Regions from separate parts of the Mus musculus genome. Here region 2 is linked to region 1. The links are chromatin contacts, called in public Hi-C maps. All regions are on one chromosome and are shown on one strand. Each heading gives the region's core, a stretch centred on a gene start, on an enhancer-like site or on the middle of the called end of the contact. The rest is flanking DNA. Distances are from core to core; before and after follow the strand shown. Region 1 holds the start of Fdx1 (ferredoxin 1). Region 2 has its middle 65 kb from the start of Gm25562.

Region 1 (7,967 bases), core at 4,095-6,594:
CATGACACTTGATGAGAGAACAAAGTCTCTGCTGGGATTTTTTGAGATTTTCTTTGTCAATGCAATTAATATAAATTTCTTTACCTTAGCCTTGGGTAGACTCTTCACATAAGGGCAAAAGACACCCATATTCTTCACCAAAATACCACAAAAAACAGTCCCTACACCACATACTGAGATTCTTCTCCACTGAAATCTCTTGGGCCAGGTTTATACAATTCAAATCACTCTCAGCAACAAAGTCTTCCATATTCCTATTAGGATGCCCATTAAGCCCTACTTAAAGGATTCCTCTGCTTTTCAAATCCAATGTTCCTAAATCCACATTCTTCCAAACAACACACAGTTAGGCCTGTCACAGAAATACCCCAGACCCTGGTACCAACTTCTGTTTTATTAGTTTTACTGTTATGAACAGACACCATGACCAAGGCAACTCTTATAAGGACAACATTTAATTGGGGCTGGCTTACAGGTTCAGCCCATCATCATCATCAAGGTGGGAGCATGGCAGCATCCAGACAGACATGGTTCAGGCAGAGCTAAGAGTTCTATATCTTCATCTGAAGGCTGATAGGAGACCGGTTTTCAGGAAACTAGGATGAGGGTCCCAAAGCCCATGCCCACAGTGACACACCTACTCTAACTAGGCCATACCTCCAAATAGTGCCGCACACTGGGCTAAGCATATATAAACCATCACGTCACACCACCCTTGGGGCATCAAGTCACAGCAGGACTGAGCACATCTCCCACTGAGGCCTAACCAGGCAATCTAGCTAGGAGAAGGAGATCAATGGCAGAATCAGAGACAGCCCCAGCTCCAGTTGTTAGGGAACCCATATGAAGACCAATCTGCACATCTGCAACAAATGTATAAACAGCCTAGGTCCAGTCCATGCTCGCTCCTTGGTTGGTGGTGTTCATTCTCTGTGAGGTCCTAGGGCCCAGGTTAGCTGACTCTGTAGATCTTCATGTGATGTCCTTGACCCCTCCAGCTCACTCAGTCCTATCCTCCACTCTTCCACAAGACTCCCTGAGCTGTGCCTAATGTTTGCCTGAGGGTCTCTGCATCTGTTTCCATCAGCTGCTGGATGAAGCCTTTCAGAAGACAGGTACGTTAGATTCCTGTTTACAACCATAACAGAGTATCATTAACAGTGTCAGGGGTTGGCTCTCTCACATAGGATGGGTCTCAAGTTGGGCCTGTCACTGGTTGGGTGTTTCCTCAATCTGCTTTATTTTTATCCCTGTGCATCTTGCCCCAGGACCCCAGGTAGTCCTAGAGACGCTCCCCGTCCATTTCTGTTCTCTTCCCGTGCCCTCTTCAGCACCCCCTCCCCATAGCTGATACCCACCTCCCACTCTGTTCCCTTCATCCACCTCTGATGACTATTTTATTTCCCCTTCTGAGTAAGATTCTCGAATCCTCCGCTGGCCTCTCATTACTTAGTTTCTTTGGATTCCTACCTTATTCCTAAATGTCATGGTTCATGTAGAATTTTAAGTGTTTACTATGAGTATAAAGTTAAAAACTATAGTTCTTTTACTTATGCCCTAGACTTGGGACCAAGGATATCTGCTATTACAATGGGCCTTAGGGTTTTCATCTAGAAAATAAGAGAACAGGGGGTTTCTTTTCCTTTTCTCCTTCCTTCCTTCCTTCCTTCCTTCCTTCCTTCCTTTCTTCCTTCCTTCCTTCCTTCCTTCCTTTTGGTATCTAGCATGTTTCCAGCCTTTCAGAGTTGTTCACAAGTGAGCTAAACACTATGGAGATTCCTAGCACAGTTCCTAACAAAGGCATTGTCAAATGTATTCTATGCCCAGGACACTGTGCCAAGTGTTGGAGACATGAAGACAAATGAGACGAAGTTGGGAGGATTCTGTCTAAAGAGGCAGCACACATTATTTGTATCAGAACTAAAAGTGCCATGGATCCCCAGAACTCAGGAAACAGAATTGTTACAACTTTGTATTCTTTACACCACACATTTTATAAGCATCATCCCATTGGAAACATGGGATGTGCTACGATCTATGATAATAAAGAAGGTATTGTAGATACTGAGTGCAAGAGGATGTGATCCATTCAGAGGAATAGGATTGACATTCTGGGAAAGATGGGTTAAAGTGCTGTGGTTTGAATGTGTTCCTTCCAAGAAGTTTAATTGCCAACAGAAGACTGGTTAAAGGGTCAGATGGAGCTGTTAGGAAAAGATGAAGGCTTTGCCCTGACAGATGGCACTGATAACTCTATAAAAAGGCTAATAGGGGCTGGAGAGATGGCTCAGCAATTAAGAGCACTGACTACTCATTCAGAGGTCTTGAGTTCAGTTCCCAGCAACCACATGGTGGCTCACAGGCATCTGTAATGGGATCTGCTGCCCTCTTCTGGTGAGTCTGAAGACAACTATAGTGTACTCAAATAATAATTTTTCTTTTCTTTTTTTTTTTTTAAGGTTAATAGAACTAGATAGACTAGAACTAGATACTTTAACCCTTTCTTTCATTGGAGGACAGAGCTATAAAGTGTCATTTCAGAAGCAGAGACTAGGCTCTCACTGCATACCAACCTGCTGGCATCTTGAATTTGGACTACCCAGTCTCCAAATGTGTGAGGACTGAAGAGGGCATTTGAACCCTTAGAACTAATATTAGAGGCTGTTGTTAGCTATCCAACATGGGTGCTAGGAACCAAATTCAGGTCCACTGTAAGAGTAGCATGTATTTTTAGCTATCTGGGTTATCTCTCAAGATGCCACATTTTTGTTCTTTATAGTTTTTCAACATATATGTAAAATCATAAATGCTAATGGGATTTCATGCAGTGCTTTTTTATATATGATATATGCACACACATGTGTACATAAATATGCATACTGTAACACTTAAGTCAGTCCTGGTATGCTGTTTCATAGTGAGGTGGCTATAGATAACAATTTTCCACTGTACATTTCAAAAAGCTAGAAGGATTTTACAGTCCTCATCGTAAGAATGATGAATGTCTGAGGAGATATGTTCAGGATGACTTACAGGTGTTTTGTCTACATATATGTCTGCACACTAGAAGAGGGCATTGGATCCCATGAGACTACATTTATAGACAGTTGCAAGCCACTATGTAGGTACTGGGAATTGAACTTGGGACCTCTGGAAGAGCAGCCAGTGCTGTTAACTGCCATCTCTCCAGCCTCCAATTTAGGCTTATTTAGTTTAATCTGTTCTTTATAATTTACCCAATTGGTGTTGGTTTTTGTAACAGCAAGAATATTAAAATACTAGTGGGTTTGACATGAGTAAAACATGGAGGGGTGGCACTTTATAGACGAGGCGACCCATGGGCAAAAGCAAGTCTGCAATGATTCCATGTTGCTTTATCTATGTTCACAGCCAGCATGTTTTTCACTTCTTCTGGAATTCTGCTGAATGTCCATATCTTCAATCCTTAGCGTGACCTCACCTGCCTTTCAAAGTCTGGAGAACAATTCCCACCCTTGATCTCTATGAAGATGCTTCATGAATTCTAATGCTGATATTGAGTTACCTGGGAACACCAGCTTATTCTAAATGCCTAGTTAAAGCCTTGATATATTGGACTATTAAGATAAAACTACTCAACTACCTTATACACACCCTGCCAAGCAAAGCTTGTTCTTCTACAGGAGGACTGAGATGGAATGCATGCCTTGCCCAGTTCTCCTATGGTTGAATCATCTGATGAAGTTTTAGGTTTTGGGTTTAGGACTGAAAAACAACAAAAGCCTTCTCATCAGGATTTCTTCACCCCTTTCTAACCCGAGTTTTAAACATGATGTTAGCCCAAAGACTAAGGTAATCATGTCTACACCCTGCAGGTTCAATATCCATATGTCCTCTAGAGAGACTTTATACAGGTAGACTATCTCTTTAAATATTCATTTTAAAAGTATTTATTTTCTTGAGGTGTGCATGTGTATTCATGGGGTCAGAATGAGCATGTTCTGGGCATGCATGAGCTACCTGACTATGGGTGCTAAAAACGGAATTCTGCTCCTCTGGACGAGCGGCAAATGTCCTTAACACCTGACCAGTTTTGCACCTCTTAAGTATTACTTTTTAAATATTTTTATTTAAAAATATGTGTGTGTAGGTACGTGTATGCCACATGTCAGTGGGTGCCTGTGGAGGCCCGAGGGCAGAGGATTACTGTGAAACTTGGAGTTACAGTTTTAAGTTGGGAGCCAACTGCAGTGGGTGCTGAGAAACCAAATAAGATCCTGTGCAAGCTCAAGAAGTACTCTAACTGGTGAGCCGTGTGCTCAGCCTCTTGAGAATACCCTTTCTCCTCCCAAATGTATGTGTCTGCCTGAATCTATATCTAATGTGTACCATGTGCATGCCTGGTGTCCGAGGGGCCAGGAGAAAGTTTTGGATCCCCCGGAACTGGAGTTACAGAGAGTTGTGAGCAGCTCTATGGTTTCTGAGTCTTGAACCCAGGCTCTCTGCAAGGGCAACACACATTCTTTACCCCTAGCTACGTCTCCAGCCTCAGCTTGAATATTTAAGTAGTCTTTTACTGTCTTCAGTTCGCTTGCAACATGTGCTTCTGTCCTTCAGCACCTTATCAGGAATGCTCAAGATGATGTATGTATTGCTCATGGTCTGTGACGCAGTTCCTTGCCCTAATTCACCTAACCTCCAGAGTGGCCCTGAGTGTGAGCTTATCCGCAGTCATGGAAACTCTTATCCTCCAAGAGTAATTTATCCAAGGTCTCTGATCAACATAGGACTTAGGTTTGGAGGTTGCGTATCTGACCACAAAAACTCTTTCAAAAATGTACTAGCAATGACAACGTGCGCGTTTTAAAAGTCGGCTTTCTAGTTTTGAAGTCTGTTGAATAGTTACTCATTTAAGAAAAGTTTCCTGTTAACTTCTCAGGATTTTATATATTCAGTTTGTCAGTTCAGGCTGACCGTTATTACCTGCTTTCTTCAGCAGCCCTAAATAGCAAATTATTGATTATGAGATAGTTTATGCTTTTACCTATGCATGTCTCTCTTCATAAAAATGCCTATTGGCATTTTAAAACTTTGTATAACTCTCTGCTGTCCTGTGTAGGAAAAACCTAGGTCCCTTTTGCTGTAACTTGTATTCTAAAGTGTTGGAAACTGTGATAATTTGCTTTGTTTTTGAGGGTCTATGGCAAAAGGCAAAAGTTAATCTGGTGGCTTTTTGGTCAGTCCTTGATGAGTAATTGCTCCAGAGCGCAGAGCTGACTGCAGAAAAAGTTCAAGGTGAACTCTTAACCAGATCCCTGGAACAGTGCTCGGCCCCGCCCCGCGAAGGCGTGGCAGCGGCGAGGCGGGGCGCAGCCGCGGGTTATAGGACACGCAGGGCGCTCGCGGGAGTGTAGCCCTCTCGCAGCCGGACACGCGGGACCTACCCGACCCTCAGCACTGCGCAGGACTCCGCGGGACCCGGAACCTTCCGACAGGGTTATGGCGGCCGCTCCGGGCGCCCGACTCCTGCGCGCGGCCTGCGCCTCCGTCCCTTTCCGCGGCCTTGACCGCTGTCGGCTGCTGGTCTGCGGGACCGGAGCGGGAACTGCCATCTCTCCGTGGACCCCGAGTCCCCGCCTGCATGCAGAGGCCGGGCCCGGCCGGCCGCTGAGCGTGTCTGCGCGCGCGCGGAGCAGGTGAGGCGCGGCGGCAGCGGCGATGGGTCCCTCATCCCGCGGCCTGCGTTTCCGCCCGCGACTCCCTTCCGCCTCGCCTCTCGGTTGCTGGCCCCGCGCCGGAGAGCTCTTCCCGTGACCCTAGTCTTCTGGGCCTGGCTCGGGCGGTGTGGGGCGCTGGCTTTGGGGCTTCCTCGGTGGGTTGTCCTTGTCGACTTCGCCATTGGGGTTGCTTTGTGTTGGCCCTTTGTGCTGACTTCAGGTAGGGTAGGGTTTACACCCGCCCTGTTGACCCAGGGTAACAGTGTAGCCCTTATAGGATGATTTAAGGGATAAACGACCCCGTGAAGGTAACATTGCTCGTGCACCTGATTGAAAGTGAGGGCTCAGTAGGCAGCTGCCTCTTAGCAACAGTTCTGGGGGTCATAGTGTAGAGAATTCTGTGGTGAATGTTGAGAGAGAGAGAGAGAGATGAGAGATTCCCACCACCACCACCATGGGTGGAGATACTGGGTATATTTGTTCTCAAAAGCACGGTCCCCTTAGATTTACTAAAGACGAGATTTACTTACAGGTTTCTAAGTGTAGGGACAAGGTGAGAATCATATAATGTCAATGTCAATGCAAAACACATCTGTTACTTCAAAGGGAAGATGAAAGTTTCTTCAAAGTGAAACAAGAGTGGTTTTGGTCTGGAAACACAGATTAAGGTTTCCCTGGATTGTATGTTACTCGGTGGAAGAACTTAGCTCAACTTTTGTAGTCACAGTCCCAAAGAAAGTCACAAATCAATGTACTTGCCAAATATATTGCTGGGACACCAAGTGGATCACAGGATTATATAAAGCTAACTTACATAGATAGCATTTGGATCGGAAGCCGAATAATATGTTCCAAACGTCTTTACCTGGTAAACATGAAGCTCAGAAATAGTGTCTGGTGATACGTGGCCATTAAAGGCCTTCACTCAAGGTAACTTTGGCTGTCTCTAGATCTGTGGCAATCACCTCTTCACAACACAAATGTTTGTGCCTGGTGTATCAGTCTGCAAAATAGTCAACGCAGATACGGCTTCTTCAGAAAACTTATATTTATAGCAGGAACAAGAATGTGTGTACATACATTTGTGCATACAAATACATTTGTACATACAGATATTTTGCATGACGTGAGAGGGAAATTGTTAGGACCATTCAGTCCTAGTTCTCCTGGCCCCTCCAACCATTCACCCATGGATGCCTTAATTTCTGTGGCAGGTGCTTTCTGGATTTAAGCTGTGACATACATTGTACATAATCAGTGTGACTACTATTTAAGGGAACACACATGCGTTTGCAAACTGGTTCCCACGATTTTGTCATTAGGTTTTGGATTCTTTGCTTCTTGACAGAGCTTAAATAAGTTTTCCAGCTCGTATTATCCAGACCTTTGCTGTTAACACAGCAGCTCCCAGGCATATGTGGTTATTGAACATTAAGACAAGTGAAGCTAAAAAGTATTTAAGCTTCGGGCTTACAGTCATTTCAAGTACTTAGTGCATGGGGAGTGCCTGTTGTGCTTGGCTTTGCCAGTGCAGGACATTCCTGTTAAGTACACACTTGTATTTGGACAGCAATTCTAGGAACTGAGTTTTAAATTCCACATTTATGTAAGTTCTCAGTAAGTGAGTATTGAAAGCTTTTGTTCCCAAGTACTCTGATATTTTGTAGCAATTTGATCACAAAGGGCTTTCTTTCACTGTGCTTTTAAGACAATCCCAAGAAGTATATAGGTAGGTTAGTGGGCGTTTTCCATATTAAGCAGCTGGCAAAACCAGACCTAGACCTTGAGTAGGTTTTGTGCTGCACAGCAGGTGTCAGTCTTTCTTCTTGTATTGCTGCGGATGGAGGCAGGACCCTCTTGCGTGTCAGACGTGTGAGATACTGCAGTGCTACAGCTGGCAGCTCTGTGGTTCTTACTTCATGAGTCATTTCAGAGAGCAAAGGTGATGAGGGAAGAAGGGAGCCACAGGCTGCCCCTTTTCCCTTGCTAGTGCCCCAGGCTATGTAGTGAAAGGGTAACTGCTGCTATACTTTACTGCAGTGATTCTCACCCTGAGGGTTGAGACCCCTTTGTGGGGTAAAATAACTCTTTCACAGAGGTGGCCTAAGACCACTGGAAAACAGATATTTACATTTCATAACAGTAGCACAATTACAGTTATGAAGTAGCTGTGTAAATAATTTTATGTTTGGGGGGTTCACCACATCACGAGGAAATGTATTAAAGGGCCACAGCATTAGGGAAGTCGAGAAACACTGCTTTTCTCCACGA
Region 2 (7,967 bases), core at 1,987-4,486, 390 kb before region 1:
AATTGACATAAAACTAGCCAGAACATCCAGTGCTTCTTTTAGGAAGAATTGAACACTTTTGGCTGACTGTTTATTCCAACGTGAGTCAGCAGAGTTACTAAATGTCATCTTAAAGTCTATCTCTGTCATCTAATTTTGTTTCATGTGGCTTTTATCATCTAAGAAGTTTAAATCCTACAAGTATCTTAACAGGTGGTGTTTATAAAATCAGAAGAAATGATTGTGTTGTATTCTACCCTGTGGCAGCAGACATAGGCCATCTATCTCTCAGATCCAACCTCTCTTCCTCCTCCTGTGGCCATGTGTCTTCATGAGCTGAGGCAATGTTCAATAGCCCAGGGTCAGTCCATTAAAGGAATGTTCACACGCTCTGTTTTCTTTCTTTAACTCAACTTGATGGAACTGAGCACAATTGCCCTGGGGTCATATTTTAAAGATAACCTAACGGCAGAAGGCAGTTAATCTGGTTTCCTAAGCCAAAACCCTGAGCCACTGGCCAATCAGAAAAGTCCTTTGTATCACTTCTAAGCCACCACCACTAAAATCACTGTCACAAAATCAGGAACCGCTTAGATTTGTTTCATTGTGTTCCTCACTTTGGAGATGTAAATCTTTTTATTTGCCTTTGTTGTTTGATTTTTTTTTAAATACTAACATAATTTCAAAGACAAATTATGTAATTAGATGTATCTTTCCATCCCTCTTTCCTTCCTACCCCGTGTCTCCTATGCTCTTGTGGATATTAATTTTCACTTTTTTTAATTTTCATTGTTTGTTTTGCAACTTTATGCAAATAAAGTATATATATTTTTAACCTTTAAAACAGCAAAAAAATCAGATTAGCTGAAGAACTTGAAAAGACTCTTGTTACAGTACCAACTACACCCTAGTTCAGCTGAGCATTTTAGAATTGCAAGCTAGATTTTAAGGAGCAAGTCTTAGAAGTTTAGAGATGATTTAACTATGACCCCGATAGCCATCAAGCTGCCCGCCTGTTGTCTCAGAGCCAAAGGGAACACAGGTGAAAAGGCTCTGAGGCCAGCTCTTTTTTCCCCACTCCCATGAATATGCAAATAGTCTCTCCCAGATCCCTCTACTTCATTTGCATGCAAAATTACTGCCATCCTGGGTAATATTATGCACCATAAAAAGAGCATGGTTCATCCATTGCAAACAGAGGATACATAGAAAACAGAGTCAAATTCCTGAGTCAATAGTTAGGAAGAACACATATATGATGGAAATGACAGTCTTGTTCTCATTGTTTTTCTGTAGTACAAAGTGCATGGGTTGGACTGTTAGAGGCCTCATGTCTGGCTGGAGCTGCGTTAGTCACTCTCCTGGAGGAGTTGGTCAAATGACTTACACTTGCTCCACTCTGACATTCCCTAGTCAGGAACCAGACACTGGATCTCAGGGGCAGGTGACAACCACGGAGGACATCCTCTGCCTTCCTACTTAAGGATAACTTTATATGGAATGCTTGAGAGAGACGCATGCCTAAGAAAACTATGAAATGGGGGCTGGGGAGATAGCTCAATGGTTAAAGCACTTGCCCTCTAGTCATCTGAGGACAGGAGTTGAAGTCCTCTGTACCTATGGAGATTTCAGGTGAGCATAAAGAGCTTACCTGTGATTCCAGTATGTGAAATGCAGAGACAAGATCTCTGGAGCAAGGGATGCAAGCCTGCTTTAGTGAGCTCTGGGTTCAATTGTGAGGCCATGCCTCAGTTTTTATAGTGGAAAACTGTTATCTCAAAAGAGCCAACCATTCCCTCAACCTCCACACACATGTGCCTATACCCATACACACACATACACACACACACACCTGCACACACACATGAGAGTATACATACACACAGACATGCAGACCATATGTACACATACACATGAAATAAAGGAGTTAAAATAATAAAAAAGATGAAAGCATTCAAATATGAAATCAGCAAAATTAGGTTTCAAGAAATTATGTGTGATTAATCTCAATCTCTCTTTAAAACCTACAAAATAAAAGAGATGAAAGGAATATATACAAAATGTATAAATGATTATGACATGCAACTGTTGTCTGATTTGGATCCCATTTATAAAACATGGGAAAAGAATACTTAAAAGCATTTTACTCTGTTCATTATGACATCCTAACGTAAGCAACATCTGTCTCTGCCTCTAGAAGCCACCATGTTTGTCCCTCGATTTCCACTCTGATTCTGTGTGTGTGTTCCAAGGAGAAGCTGGAGCCTCTAAGAAAAATCTGGGGCCTCCAAGGAGAAGCTGGAGCCTGTAAGGAGAAGCTGGAGCCTGTAAGGAAAAGCTGGGGCCTCTAAGGAGAAGCTGGAGGCTCTAAGGAGAAGCTGGGGCCTCTAAGGTACTCTTAGTCACAGACTGTCACTCAGCAAAAGTGTTTTAAATGAGGTGAGACTAGACCTATATATCAATAACAACCAGGACAAAAGAAGTTTATAAAACCATTATCAACTCTTTATTGTTTATTAATGAAGGTTTCATAGTAACATAAGATTGTCTGAAGGCACATAGGGAAATCAAAGAGGTTACTCAGTAAAGCTAGACAGCAAAACACAGACTTTATAGTGTATGTAAAGGAAGACAATATGGCAAAGGGGTAGGAAGTGGGATGTGTGGGTGACCGACACTGAGCAGAGAGCATAGGTAGAATGCAACATTAAGCATCTGTGAGGTATGGCCAGAAATCTGTGTTTATTTCATGAACTGGACAAAACAGATGAGCAGTTTGCCACTATCTATGGTCAGAGGGATTTCTGGGAAGGGTCAGTGAAGAGCAGAGATCCAGGGCTGTCAGTTGCCTTCAGGGTGATCTTGTGTACAAATGGATGAAGCCTAGGATTTACAGCCCAACCGCTTCATCGCAGTTCCATTCATTACTGAGACATGGATGCTTTCTGCCTAGAAGATAAAGGATTCTCTGTCCTCACCCTGAGAATCAGTGGATCCATGTCAAATAAATTCGGCCATTTCCTTTTGCCATTATAAGTCGCTCTGAAGTAAATAAGGCTGATGACTCATAAATTCTGCGCCCTTGCCATAAGGATGTTGCTGCAACAGAGGAGAATTGACAGGAGAAATCTTTAAAGCCTGGTTCAGGTAGGATAAGCCACCTGTCCCCCAGGGCCCTCTATCAGATAGGAAGTGAAAGAATAGGACAAGCTTCGAGGCCCCAAACCACAGTGAGTCAGCTATTAGCAGCTAGATGGTACAGAATTCACCAGGGCCTCTGTGACCAAAGTTCTCAGCCAGACAGCCCTCAAGAGTTCAAATGGTCTTGTTCATATCCTGAAAGAAAACATATTTACATCATGGGGTGAAGGGGGAAAAGGAAGTTAATGTCAAACAATTGTGGTTTGTAGTGTGGACTACGGGAAGACTCTGAAAACAGATAGTGCTGATGGCTATAAACTGTGTTTTAGTAAACTTTAACGGTACACGGAAGATGGCTTAAATGATGGATTTTACCACAAACTAAAAACCATACTTACAAAATTATAATTTTGACAGTGAACTATTGTAAAACAACAAATGAGAAGGTGGCTAAGAAATGCCAGTTGTGCTCTTTCCTGTCTCTCTTTAACTGAAGACGGTGGAGGCTTTTGAACACAGTAGCATTCAGATCAGGGCTTCTAAGAATCACCTCCCGTTAGTCCTGTGACATTAAGACAGTTACACAATTACTCCAGCACTCAATTTCCCCATCTACGGTAAGACAGGTTAAGTGCAATCTGTAATTCATCTTCTGCTTCTATTTCTTCCAATTCCTAGGACGGCCAACTCCTAAACGAGGCGATCCACCCGCACTGCCTGCTACTGCGGATGTGGACGGCAGCCTTCGATTTTACCATTAGTATTAGTGTCGTGTCATGGTTAATGTTGGTGACTACACTCTGACATCACTGTCCGGACACTCACTCGTGTAACAGGCTGCAAGAAAGCCCTCGGGAGAGAAAGCTAAAGAAGAGAAAGCACACATTTAAGTCAACAGGAAATTTATTAAATGTGAATTGTAATTGCAAATTGGTACTAAGGAAAAAGAGTAGAGATCAAGACCCAAAGCATACCATATACTCTGAGGAAGTATACATTCTCACGGGGATATGAAACAAACACAGTAAACATCTCCCTCCCCCCAGCACCCCCTTACACGCCACGTGTGAGAACACAAGCCTTTCCATGAGGGGTGGTCACAGGCACATGCTTGGCCTTCTGTCCTACCTCTCCATTGCAAGCAGATCTTCTTTTCTGAGCCCCAGTGTCCCCATCCACACAGTAGAGATAACAGCATCCTCCTCAGAATGTGTTTGTAAAGGGTATTGAAAAAGTTAGATCCATGTAATGAATCTGGAACAGGACGTGGCACGGGTTAAAACATCTGTCTGTGTGGCCTCCCTGCTGTGAGGAAATGGGCTCAGAAGGTTCAAGCTACCAGAATCTAGCAAGTATGTGACAGGGCCCGCCTGCTCTCCATCCCACACTACAGATGCCTAATTCAGGGCTCTTCTCACTATGCCAAAGCCACCTGTGTGATATCAAAAGTCACATGAGAGCTGAGAACGGCCGCTGAGAGGACAGTAACAAATGTCAGTAGAGTTAGAAAAAATGGTCTTGACTAAGCTTTTAAAACTCAGTAAAAACCATGTGATGCTTTTCAGGCAGTGCTATCGAGAGCTTATGTGACAGACATCTTCTTAAGCACAGTATCTTTGATCTGAGCTAACCTTTATGATAATCATTAGACACCTTTATATTAATCATGTTTTTTGTGCGAGCAAACCAAAACATAGAGTAGCTTTAAAAGTTTATACCACAAAATGATTTTTCTGAGGGGCTGGAAGCATAATGTAATTATATTTAAATTATTTTTATATTTACCCAGGAACTACAATGTCTAAAAACCAATTCAAACAAAAGAAAGCCTTTGTAGGTTAATAAGAAGTGAAGCTGGGGTTTGAATACAGTTCTGGGCACTCTTGGCCAATAAGGAGACCTCATTGACAGCGAGGAAGGATGTGAGTTCTGTATGTATTTGATGGATAATAGCAAAGACTGGGTCTGAACAAAGTAGAGCAAATTCAGGAAGAAGCAGCCCAGCGGGAGGGGGAGGAGAAAGAGAGGTATCAGGCATGTGAGAGTAGGGAAGTCACATGGATGCATACAGAGAGGGCATTAATCAGGCGTGTGAGAGTGGGGAAGGCACATGGATGCATACAGAGAGGGCATTAATCAGGCATGTGAGGGTGGGGAAGGCACATGGATGCATAGAGAGGGCACTAGTTTAAATGTTCAAAAGAGACTACCAAAATCTCTTGATCCCCGTGACTTTTGACCTTTCAAAATAATGTTTCTCTCTTTTTTTATTAATTGGATTTTAACTTCTGTAGCTAACTTTTGCTAGATAATTAATATCCCCAAACGACCCAGGAAAAAGTCACCTACCTTCTCAGAGAAAATGGCTTAACCCTAAATCTAAATGGAATCTGATTCACTATGGAATAGATAATGGTGGTGACCAAAGCCCTCGGTGGCCAGGATCCTTGACATTGACCATTAATAACACACTAAGACCGAAGTTCCCTCAAAGACTACTGAGAACACGTTTATTGAAAGGCTCTCTGGATCTATGAGGTCATCTTTAAAGATAGAAGACCTCTAAGATAAAGGACTCTATCCTTTCAATATCTGAAATTCAAATTCTATTGAATGAGCGATCGAAGCACATTTTGTTGTAGAATACAGAAGACATGTTTATTTAAATGGAAATTATAGCAGAGTTTGATATTTTCCAGGGGACATTGATTAGCCATTCATCTGTAAGTCCCAAGTCATTTTACAACATACTAGAAAAGAAAGCCAAGGCTCTGCCTTGTCCATGATGCTGAGAAGTTAAACTAAGCTGTCCTGGGGGCAGTGGGGCCTCAAGTGTAGGCTGAGCTCTTCAAAGCGCTGAGTTCCAGACTCTACCCTTTATTATTTTTTTCTTGCTCTGGCCTCATCGTTTTGCAGTGACTGCACCAAGAAAAAAATGTAAGCCCAAAACTACAAGAAATTCTATACCTTCCAAAGCTTGATAGATACACAGAGACAAAATAAATAGAAACTTAGGTGGAATTTCCAAGTGCTGTTGATAAAGAGCTGAAAGGGTGAATATGAGCTGCTTTCTGAGGCTAGGAAGCTGATATGTTACTTTTCAGAAAGTTCGGTGGCTACGAGTCATGAACAGAGCACCCCTTTTTACTGATGGATGAATAATGTGGGATTGGGAGAAATAAGTCATACACAAAAGGATGAACGTTCCACACTCTCACTTAAATGCAGAAGCTAAGTAATTGACTTCATAGAAGCAGAGAAAGTAGTGGTTGCAGTTACTTAGAAGGGGAAAGGTATAAAGGTTTGTGATTGACAGAAAAGACAGCAAAAATTATGAATAAAATCAATGAGTAGGAATGTCAGAGTAATGGCAGTTAACAGTTATTTACTGTGCATTTCAAAATAGCTCAAGTACAGGATTTTGAATGTCCTCATCATGAAGAAATGACGGATATTTGAGATGACAGATACACTAACATGCATCAAAACTACACACTAAAAAGGGACTGTAACATATCAGTACATATGGTTATTACATGTTGACTAAAATAATTTTTAAAATCACAGTTCCCTGTAGAGTAGACAAATGGCCTATATAGAATTAGTAGTGCTGATTAAAGTCAGAGATTCGTTGCCCCCTCCTGGGTGTTATGGTCATGGTTGCATCCTCCAACCAGTAACTGGAAATGATTCTGGCAAAGACACAGTCCCTGAAGATGGGAATTGCTGATCCAGACCCTTCTCCTTGTGTTTAATGTGATAAACATGGGCAACAGGTTAACAGAAACAGGCAGCCACAATCGGGTTCTCGGTCTGAATCCAGATCTCCTTGGAAAGGCTTCTGATGTAAACAAATCCTCATTTTCCCACAAGTCAAACCACCCTTCCATGGAAGCCTTGGTAATGCAGTTATGTCATGCAGACTGCTTTTATCTTTAGGCTCCTTCTTTAGAAGGAAGGTGTGTGTGTGTGTGTGTGTGTGTGTGTGTGTGTGTGTGTGTGTGTGTGTGTGTGTGTGTGTGTGAACGTGAGTGCTGTCAATGCTATAGCACAAATGTTCCTGTTAGGTAACTTTTCTGGGTGAGATGAGTAATTGGGTGAGGAATCTCTAAGCATATTCTCACTGACGTTTGAAGTAACTATGGTTATGTCCTGGAACCTGCTCACAGTGCCAAAATGGAGTTACCTTAAATCCCAGAAAGAGTAACCACATTCTTCCACATTCTTAAGCTATTCTGTACTCACATGACAGTCCCCTAGTAGGAAACCATAGGCTACTAGCATGGTATATATAAGAGAAGACGGTTCCCCTACAGTTTTAGCCTATACCTAATCACTGAGACCACAAGTTAGGTTAGAAATATGGATTTGGGCCCATCGGTAGGGGCACATGCCTTTAATCCCAGCACTTGGAGGCAGAGGCTGGTGGATCTCTGAGTTCAAGGTCAGCCTGGCCTACAGCATGAGTATCTCAATAGCACGGACTCTGCAGAGGAAACCTGTCTGAGGACTGTAGATTTGGGCTTTCTTAATGTTACAAACTTTCAGAAAATGTCCATGAAATCAATACTGTTGCATAGATGTATTGTATAAAGGTGTGCATGTATACTGTAACTGTATAGATTGGAACCCATGTGGGGAACCAAACTACCAGTCACCACAGATCAGTTTTCTTTCTCATAATAATTTGAATCTTGCAGACTTTGAAGAAACTCACTCCTGAATTAGGCATTGTTAAATGTGCTTTAAATCTATGCAGATTAAAAAAAACATAATTTGCTAAAGAAAACAGAAAGATAAGTTTGGGAATTTGTTCATTTGTGGCATGCTTCTTATATTCTCAAAAT

What was found. A called contact is a pair of places that touch in the nucleus more often than the background predicts.
Region 2: a Hi-C map of the HPC-7 cell line shows a contact between it and region 1, with 3 times the contacts expected there. The contact joins the enhancer-like site here to the promoter of Fdx1 in region 1. A contact is called at or near these places in 4 of 39 promoter capture datasets (the HPC-7 cell line, HPC-7-derived erythroid cells, pre-B cells and 1 more), 1 of 15 datasets of contacts at CTCF or cohesin (the NIH/3T3 cell line), 5 of 484 Hi-C or Micro-C datasets (the G1E-ER4 cell line, the HPC-7 cell line and bone marrow-derived macrophages) and 3 of 9 other capture datasets (adipose tissue, embryonic stem cells and macrophages).

Annotation. Positions count from the first base shown.
Region 1 is chr9:51,960,979-51,968,945 of GRCm38.p6, reverse strand. It overlaps Fdx1 (ferredoxin 1), which reads left to right and starts at 5,344. Exons shown (of 4, transcript NM_007996.2): 1 at 5,344-5,675. The coding sequence starts at 5,479.
Region 2 is chr9:52,352,025-52,359,991 of GRCm38.p6, reverse strand. No RefSeq gene overlaps it. Among named protein-coding and RNA genes, the nearest start is that of Gm25562, 65 kb to the right of the region's middle. Within about 2 kb of position 3,236, at least 28 of the 459 cell types and tissues checked have an H3K27ac peak or open chromatin away from gene starts, as enhancers often do. A contact at or near this core is called in the G1E-ER4 cell line, the HPC-7 cell line and bone marrow-derived macrophages, where this site is marked.